Linked DNA regions of Oryctolagus cuniculus: region 2 is linked to region 1. Evidence: chromatin contacts called from public Micro-C data. All regions are on one chromosome and are shown on one strand. Each heading gives the region's core, a stretch centred on a gene start, on an enhancer-like site or on the middle of the called end of the contact. The rest is flanking DNA. Distances are from core to core; before and after follow the strand shown.

The links. A called contact is a pair of places that touch in the nucleus more often than the background predicts.
Region 2: a contact with region 1 is called in a Micro-C map of ear pinna, with 7 times the contacts expected there. The contact joins the promoter of KLHL28 here to the promoter of FKBP3 in region 1. A contact is called at or near these places in 3 of 6 Hi-C or Micro-C datasets (ear pinna, psoas muscle and an unstated tissue).

What each region holds. Positions count from the first base shown.
Region 1 is chr12:30,798,763-30,803,038 of mOryCun1.1, reverse strand. FKBP3 (FKBP prolyl isomerase 3) reads right to left here and starts at 2,652. Exons shown (of 7, transcript XM_002718166.5): 1 at 2,438-2,652; 2 at 147-248. The coding sequence starts at 2,545. It overlaps FANCM (FA complementation group M), which reads left to right and starts at 3,683. Exons shown (of 24, transcript XM_008269550.4): 1 at 3,683-4,276. The coding sequence starts at 3,886.
Region 2 is chr12:30,934,396-30,938,299 of mOryCun1.1, reverse strand. KLHL28 (kelch like family member 28) reads right to left here and starts at 1,299. Exons shown (of 5, transcript XM_008269539.4): 1 at 1,044-1,299. It overlaps TOGARAM1 (TOG array regulator of axonemal microtubules 1), which reads left to right and starts at 1,208. Exons shown (of 21, transcript XM_070053706.1): 1 at 1,208-1,312; 2 at 1,517-3,657. The coding sequence starts at 1,612.

The DNA of each region.
Region 1 (4,276 bases), core at 1,403-3,902:
CCATGTTGTATACTAGGCCTTTTAGATTTGACAGCTAGTCCACTTATAATTAAGAAAAACTGCAGAGTCATTGTAACATAGTCTGCAAATAAATGCATTTAAAGTTCTAAAATGTTGTTTTGCTGATGGAATGAAATAATACTCACCTTAGTTTCAAAAAGATGGTTGTAGGCTGTAACCAAATGGTCCTTGTTAGCTGTCTTGGCTACATTTTTAATGTTTCCTAATAATTTATGTTCTGCAAGAAACTACAAAAGCAAAAATCTGGTTAGTCAAAAATAATTTCAATTAAAAAATGACCTTTTAATGTTAGCAGTTATGTTTTCTAATAGTACTACTAATGCAGAATGAAATAAACACTGTATTTTTACCATACTTCAATACAAAAAAATTTTCATTTTTTTTAAATTGAGTATTTCTAAGAATTATTCATAAGACTAGAACTGTATGAAGTACTTTGCATGGGAGACAGTCCTTCATCCTAACCTTTTTCCATGGCAGAACTCACAGAAAAGAACAATTAAACAGGAAGCACGCTGTGGTGACTGCAGACAGGTGCTTACAGAAGGCTGCGTGGCACTGCCCTTGGTGCCTCCAGTCACATTGGACATCCACCACTCACCAGGCAAGAGCTATGGCGAACACAGCATTTGTAGGCGTGGAGTCATATTACCCTGGCTAACATCCTAGCTGTCTGACCTGAGACAAGGGACCACGGTAACAATTTCTTTTCAAATATAAGACAGCCAAGTTGGCAGATACTTCAACTAAATACCAAGCCACAATATATTCATCTCAAAATCATGGAACATAAGGATTTTGGTAACTTTTCTGTTTCTTATTTTATTCTGCTCCCTTTTCTTCCTTGTAGGCTTTGCTTGATTCCTTATTTGGTTACTTTCTCAGAGCTGTCCTTGGGATCTTCTAAACTTTTTGATAAAACAGTTCTCTAAACTAGCATGACTGTATTTTTTCCCTTTGTTTTCTGTGTCCCCCTCTTAGAGAAATGTTCTATATGATAAAGGCTGATTGGAGAAAGGAGGTAATAGTTGATTAAATAAAATTTATCTAGCAGTCTGGTGATTTCTCTAGGTTTCCAGAAGAATATCTGAAATACCAACATCTCTGCTATATTATGAACAATAAAATGGTTAGGAAATGTTTATGTATGTGAATGATCACTGGGAAATATGCGTTTAAATGATTACTGTTAAAAACTTAATTTTTTTTTTATAATCCAAGCCTCTTGAAATTGTCCCATGCTGGGACATTCCACTTGGGATGATTTGTCTTTATAAGCATTTGATGAAAGCGGTACTGAGCCATTCAATGTTAATGATAATGTCTATCCTTTTGTTTCAACAGAAATACGAATTGGCTTAAGATAAAATAATCCCATCTTTCTTTTTCACCCTACATACCCAAACACTGAGAATAAGTGTTCTTCTAAGTATGTTGTATATTTACTGCATAAATCTAAGGTGCTGAGACCTGGGCAGTTATTCATGTGTAAAGAATTGAAAGAATCCCCGCAGAAGAATCCAGAAACAATTTTAAAATGCAAGTTTAGAATTAAAAAAAAAAAACTGTAAAGACTGCAGGCTGCTGCTTCCATTTCTGACAAGTGGAGGAAGCTAAGCACACACCAAAGTGTACAGTAGGGCAGCAATTTAAGAGAGGCGTGAATGATCTTTATTCCTGAAGGACAAACAAGCCAGGTCTGACAAAAATAACTTGTGACTACAGATAGGTACTCAAGATGGAGACTATGCTGAAAAATGCAGGGCAAACGCTATGAAGAATGACAAATAAATTTCTTGATCTGTTCGTTTTTAACAATGAAGGACCACCGTACAAAAGAAATGTGCAAATAAGTCCCCTAAGTAAAAAAGGGTGAAAAGGTCATTTTAAGCGTTAACATTTAAAAACAAAAAGTAAAAACAAAGCAAAAAAAACTACAATCTACTGGTTTTTGAAAACCACACGCATTCATCGCCAGTACTCAGTAAACTGGTGCAACATGTAAGTTGTCAACACTGTTCCCAGGCAGATCTTCGTATCCTTTCCCGTCTCCCCGGTAGACCGGGGTTTCATTCAAACCCAGATTCCTGCCCCCCACCCCGCCTCAACCCCGCGTAGCTCGGGGTTTCTTTCTGCCTGACCTCCGCCCCCACTAAGAGATCCCCGCAGTGGGGCTCAAATTCTACGACTGCAGCCTCCAGGCCCCGGGAAATCAATCTGCGGCCCTCCCGACAAGGCCCGGCCGGAGGGGCGTGAGCGCGGGGCCGGGGCCCACGAGGCCGCCGCGGCCTTCCAGACCACCGGCCACTGGAGGGCGAGGGCGGGGGCACTGAGGAATACGGAATGTATGGGCATCTCCGGGGGGGTGAAGCCTCCCGCAGCCGCACTAGCCCGGCCGCCCCGCCGCCTCTGGTACCGAATCTGAACCGTGATCCTGCAGAAACTTGATAATGTCCTTCTTGGGCAGCTGCTCGCTGCGCAGCTGCTCCACGGTCCACGCCCGCTGCGGAACGGCCGCCGCCATCTTCCCCCGCTGCCTCAGCTTCACTGAGCCAGCCCGCCTCGGTTTGGCATCGCCCCGCCCCTTTGTGGGCGTGGCGAGGACGCCTCACGCGCTCGAGGGGCGGGGCCGCTGCGCTCCCAGATGGGATTGGCGCTGGCCCTTGAGCGACGTCCAGGGTGCGCTGAGCGCTGCTTTGTTGAGTCCGTGCAGAAAACCTTCGGGGGTGGCTTGCTACCCTGAAACCTCAAGTCGACGTCCGCTCTTAGATCCCTTGTGAGGCTACCTCTGAGGGTAGTGAAATGTACCAGTAATTACCCACGCCTCTTTATTCCCTAGGGCCTGCTGCGCCTTTAAAGGTTTATAACCTGTTTAACGAAATAAAGCAGCAAGATTCCTGATCTTTACTTCTAGCCTAGAAATTCATGCCTAGATTGGTTAAGTCCTTGTCCGTCAAAACAACCCATATCCAACTATTTGGCTTTTGAAGCTCCCGCAAATGAAACAAACGGCCCCTCCTCAAACACGAGGAACTAAGAGCAAGTCTGAGGTGCGCTAACGCTGCTGCTGCTGCTGCTGCTGCTGCGGATTATTAGGGCTCCATGTGTTCCCATTTTGCCTCAATGCACGAGAGAACACACTTACAGACGCTATTCAGAGTCTTGCAGTTTAGAGCGGAGACGCCGACAATCGTATCCGAGCCTCCTCTGTAACAGAACTGTAATAATGGGACATCAGAACGCCTTGCCTTCTCTTCTAACATCACAGAACCAGCGCACACTCACGTCCCTTTAAACAATAAAAATTTCAAACTGTTGGTTGCCACTCAACACGGTGAAAACTACTTGGCTTTTCTTAGCCTAGATAAAGTAATGACAAAGCGTATCATTTGTTTTCACTTCATCTTCTGACTGAAAAAAAACACAAGGAATAAGGTGTGTTCGAAGTTCAATGACGTTAACTTTACAAAATAACAGGTATTCTGCTGTCCTCGGAACCTCAACGTTAGTTATTTCATCTTTATAAGTGATCGCCGGTTAGCAATGCCGCCCAGACACACCTAATCATGAAAACGGAACTCAAATTTAGAGCAATAAAAAGAAACTGTCACGGGGAACAAATTTAGAGTGACTCCTTAGCAATGCGCATGCGTCTCTGGGGCGCCGCAAGGATTTCCGGGAAGCCTGCCAATCATATTCCCACCGCGAACTCCATGGCGGCATTTTCGACTTAATAAATTGCCTGCAACCCCGCCCTCCCGTTCCAGAGTTTCGTGCGAAAAGTCTCATGGAGGAAGCAACCGTGGCAGTTCAACTGTCGCAGCTGCCGTTGTCAGAGAGAAACTTCTGGTGGTGGTCGACCTGATGAGCGGACGGCAAAGAACTCTTTTCCAGACGTGGGGCTCGAGCGTTTCCCGATCCGCTGGGGCTCCGGGCTGCAGCTCCAGAACCGAGCGGCCTCAGAGCCCCGGCAGCTCCGAGACGCCTCTGCCTGCAGCGGCAGAAGCTCAGCCTGATTCCGACGATGATGTGTTGCTGGTTGCAGCGTACGAGGCTGAGCGACAGCTGAGTCTAGAGAATGGCGGGTTTTGCTACTCGGCGGGTGCCCTGTGGATTTACCCTACCAATTGCCCCGTGCGGGACTACCAGCTGCACATTTCCCGGACTGCTCTGTTCTGCAACACGCTGGTGTGTCTGCCTACCGGGCTGGGAAAGACCTTTATTGCCGCCGTGGTCATGTACAATTTCTACCGCT
Region 2 (3,904 bases), core at 50-2,549, 140 kb before region 1:
TCTATTCCCCAAGAATAAAGAAACCCAGGATGTTCAAATTGTGCTCTAAGGAAAAATTCAGATTTTTGAACTTGCACTAGCCAGCAACTTTATTTATAAAGGGGTTTGGCATGTGAGTCAACCGTTCCAAGACTTAAAGAAGTATTTAAAAGACATCTCATGCGGAGCAGGGAAGGAATACTTGCATTTGAAGTTATTCAAATAAAAACTAAGACCTCCCTCATTGGATGATTCAACAGTAATTGTATTATTCCATTAAAACAACAATGACAGCTATATTTCATACTCCACATCATTCAGCCTCATACTAGACATTGCAACTCAACTGTGTCCGCTTAGGTTTCACTGAGAAAACGCCGCCTAAATTCTCAGTTCGCCTTAACAAACGTCTACCGTTGCTAAACCCACGGAGCAGAAGTCTCTTAGGACCGCGATGCCATGAACTTGCACCGCAACCGAAATCGTCTTTGCAACCTCCGTCTCCTGGAGACTCGACCGGCTGCTGAGACCGTGAGAATCCTGCAGGGAGCCTCGGGTGGCAGAGACGGGGTAGAGGGAAGGTCTGAGTCCCGCGGAGGAACGTCTACAGGGGAGCGGTTAGCTGCAGAGACTAACAGACCCGGCTCCAGATGATGTACATTTAAAGAGAATTTAGTGACGGGCGTAGGGGAAAGTGACAGAAAATCATTGCCCTCCTCCGTTAGAAGGTGAAGAGAAGTACGAAAAGAGGGCAAGGGGAGGAGGGCGGGGAGAGTAAGGGCCCCAAGGACCAGGAATGGAGAAGAGCACCCGATCTGTGAGCTGGGCCTTGGTTCGGACCGCCGGTCCCGTTAGGCGGGCGGCAGGATGAAAGCATCGCGCTCACTCAGGGTAGTGGAGAAGTAAAAGCATTTACAGCGGTCACCAGCCCTGCACAAGAAGATGTCGTCTCTCTTTCCCCGCCAGCTCCCCTTCATTCCCGTACCTCTCATTCTGGCACCAGCGACACTCGGGCAAAACTCTGCCAAAGCCCGCGCCGCGGGAGGACAGCAAAAGGAAAATACCTGAGTCCCAGGAATCTCGCTGACAGCGACAGGAGGAGGAGCCGTGGACAAGTGGAGCCCGGGTAAGATCCTCTCTTGGCTCTGGTCAAACCCAACTCTTACGGGTGGGGCGGGGAGCTTCCGCCCGGAGCTTGGAGAGCGTCACTTCCTTCTGTCACCACCCGTCCTCCTCGGCGCTCTAGCTACGTTCGCAGCGTTCTGACTTCCTCTTCCAGGAGCCTTCGGCCTATAACACCTGACGTGGACTACAAGACCCAGCATCCACCACGGTAACTTGATTTCCGGGGTCAGGGGAGCCGCGCTAGGTGCATCACCATGGAAGCGATCGGTTTGGTCACGTGGGGCCCCTGGTTACGCCCGGTGGCGGCTGTGGGGTCTGGGGCTCACGCGGGGGCCATTTTGCCAAAGGCTGCCTCCCGGAGTCGGAGGCGGCCTGGCACCTGGCTAAAGCTGTTCCTTCTGATCCTCTGCAGCTTAGAGCTTGAAGAAGAACTGAAAGGCTGGGCTCCATCGAGCCCCTGGGAGACGGCAATGGTTCCCTCCAGCCAGCGCCACCTGACGACCCTCCATGGCGACTGCGCCCTCCTCGCTCTTCCTGCTGCCGCCCCTTCCAACCCCGTGTGCCGGTCGCCTCCAGAGCCGCAGTCGTCCTTCCACCTCAGAGACTGATGATAGTCGAATAGGGGGCGCCATGAGAGGAGAGAAAAACTATTACTGCCGTGGAGCTGCTGGGGACCACGGTTCCTGCCCCCCTACACCATTGCCTCTGGCCTCAACCCTCTTGATGCCCGCGGAAGCGGTCTCGAGTAGCTGGTCCAGCTCTGGAGGTGGTTTGTCAGCGGGAGATGAAGAGGAGACTCGGCTCCTTCAACTCTTGCGCACCGCCCCGGATCCTTCCGAGGCCTTACAGGCTTTGCAAGCTGCTCTGCCGCGGCGGGGCGGCCGGCTTGGCTTCCCTAGACGCAAGGAGGCATTGTATAGGGCCCTGGGCCGGGTGCTCGTGGAAGGGGGTAGTGATGAGAAGCGGCTCTGCTTGCAACTTCTCTCGGACGTTCTCCGGGGGCAAGGGGAGGCAGGCCAGCTGGAAGAGGCCTTTAGCCTGGCCCTTCTGCCTCAGTTAGTTGTCTCCTTGCGAGAAGAGAATCCAGCCTTACGGAAAGATGCGCTGCAGATCCTGCACATATGTCTGAAGCGTAGTTCTGGCCAGGTGCTGAGAATGCTTATACAGCAAGGACTGGAAAGTACCGATACTCGGCTTAGAGCTTCCACGGCACTATTGCTCCCGATCTTGCTTACTCCTGAGGATTTGTTGCTTGGCCTGGATCTCACCGAGGTAATCATCTCTCTAGCCCGAAAGCTTGGCGATCAGGAGATAGAAGAAGAATCGGAGACAGCTTTCTCTGCACTTCAACAAATTGGGGAGCGACTTGGCCAAGAGAGGTTTCAGTCCTATATCTCTCGCCTGCCCTCTGCTCTGAGGAGACACTACAATCGCCGCCAGGAGACCCAGTTTGGAACTCAGGTTCCTTATTATTTGGAACTTGAAGCGTCTGGTTTTCCCGAAGAGCCTCTTCCCTGTGCGGTGGCTCTTTCCAATAGCAATCTTAAATTTGGGATTATTCCTCAGGAGCTGCATTCAAGATTATTGGATCAGGAAGACTATAAGAACCGGACTCAGGCTGTTGAAGAATTAAAGCAGGTGCTGGGAAAATTTAACCCTAGTTCTACCCCTCATTCTAATCTTGTTAGTTTCATTAGCTTATTGTATAACTTGCTAGACGATTCTAACTTCAAAGTGGTCCATGGCACACTTCAGGTCCTGCATATACTAGTTACTCGCCTTGGAGAGCAGGTACAACAATTCTTGGGACCAGTTATAGCAGCTTCTGTCAAAGTGCTGGCAGACAATAAGTTGGTAATCAAGCAAGAATACATGAAAATCTTCCTCAAGCTAATGAAGGAAGTAGGTCCTCAGCAGGTGCTTTGTTTACTGCTGGAACATCTCAAACATAAGCATTCCAGAGTAAGAGAGGAGGTGGTGAACATTTGCATCTGCTCCCTCCTGACTTATCCCAGTGAGGATTTTGACCTACCCAAGCTGTCTTTTGATCTAGCCCCAGCTCTTGTAGATAGCAAACGCAGGGTACGCCAGGCAGCTCTAGAAGCCTTTGCTGTGCTGGCATCATCAATGGGCTCAGGTAAAACCAGCATCCTTTTTAAAGCTGTGGATACTGTTGAACTGCAAGATAATGGTGATGGAGTAATGAATGCTGTGCAGGCCAGATTGGCTAGAAAAACCTTACCCAGGCTAACAGAACAGGGATTTGTGGAATATGCAATGCTCATGCCATCTTCTGCCCAGGGTAGGTCAAGCCATTTGGCACATGGAGCAGATACAGACTGGCTTTTGGCTGGTAACAGAACTCAGAGTGCACACTGTCACTGTGGTGACAACACAAGGGATAGCATGCAGCTTTATGGATCTTACAGTCCAACTATCTGTACCCGAAGGGTATTAAGTGCAGGAAAAGGAAAAAATAAGTTACCATGGGAAAATGAGCAGCCTGGAGTCATGGGAGAAAACCAGACCTCCAGTTCCAAGGATATAGAGCAGGTATGTTTCTTCTCCAATTTTTTTAGTTGAAACTGTGTAAGAATTTAAAATGAAAATATGGCTGTGATACTTAAGGGAGAGGCTGCTTGAGAGCTGTTATGTTTTGTTTTAAATCAATTTGAATGCTGAATTGGGTATCTATTATGGTCACATAAGATGATTTAATAGATTTTCCTCCTAGATGGATTGCATTGATTTTGAGGCACAATGTGAAACAGACAATACCTGGATTTCAATTTTGGCTTGC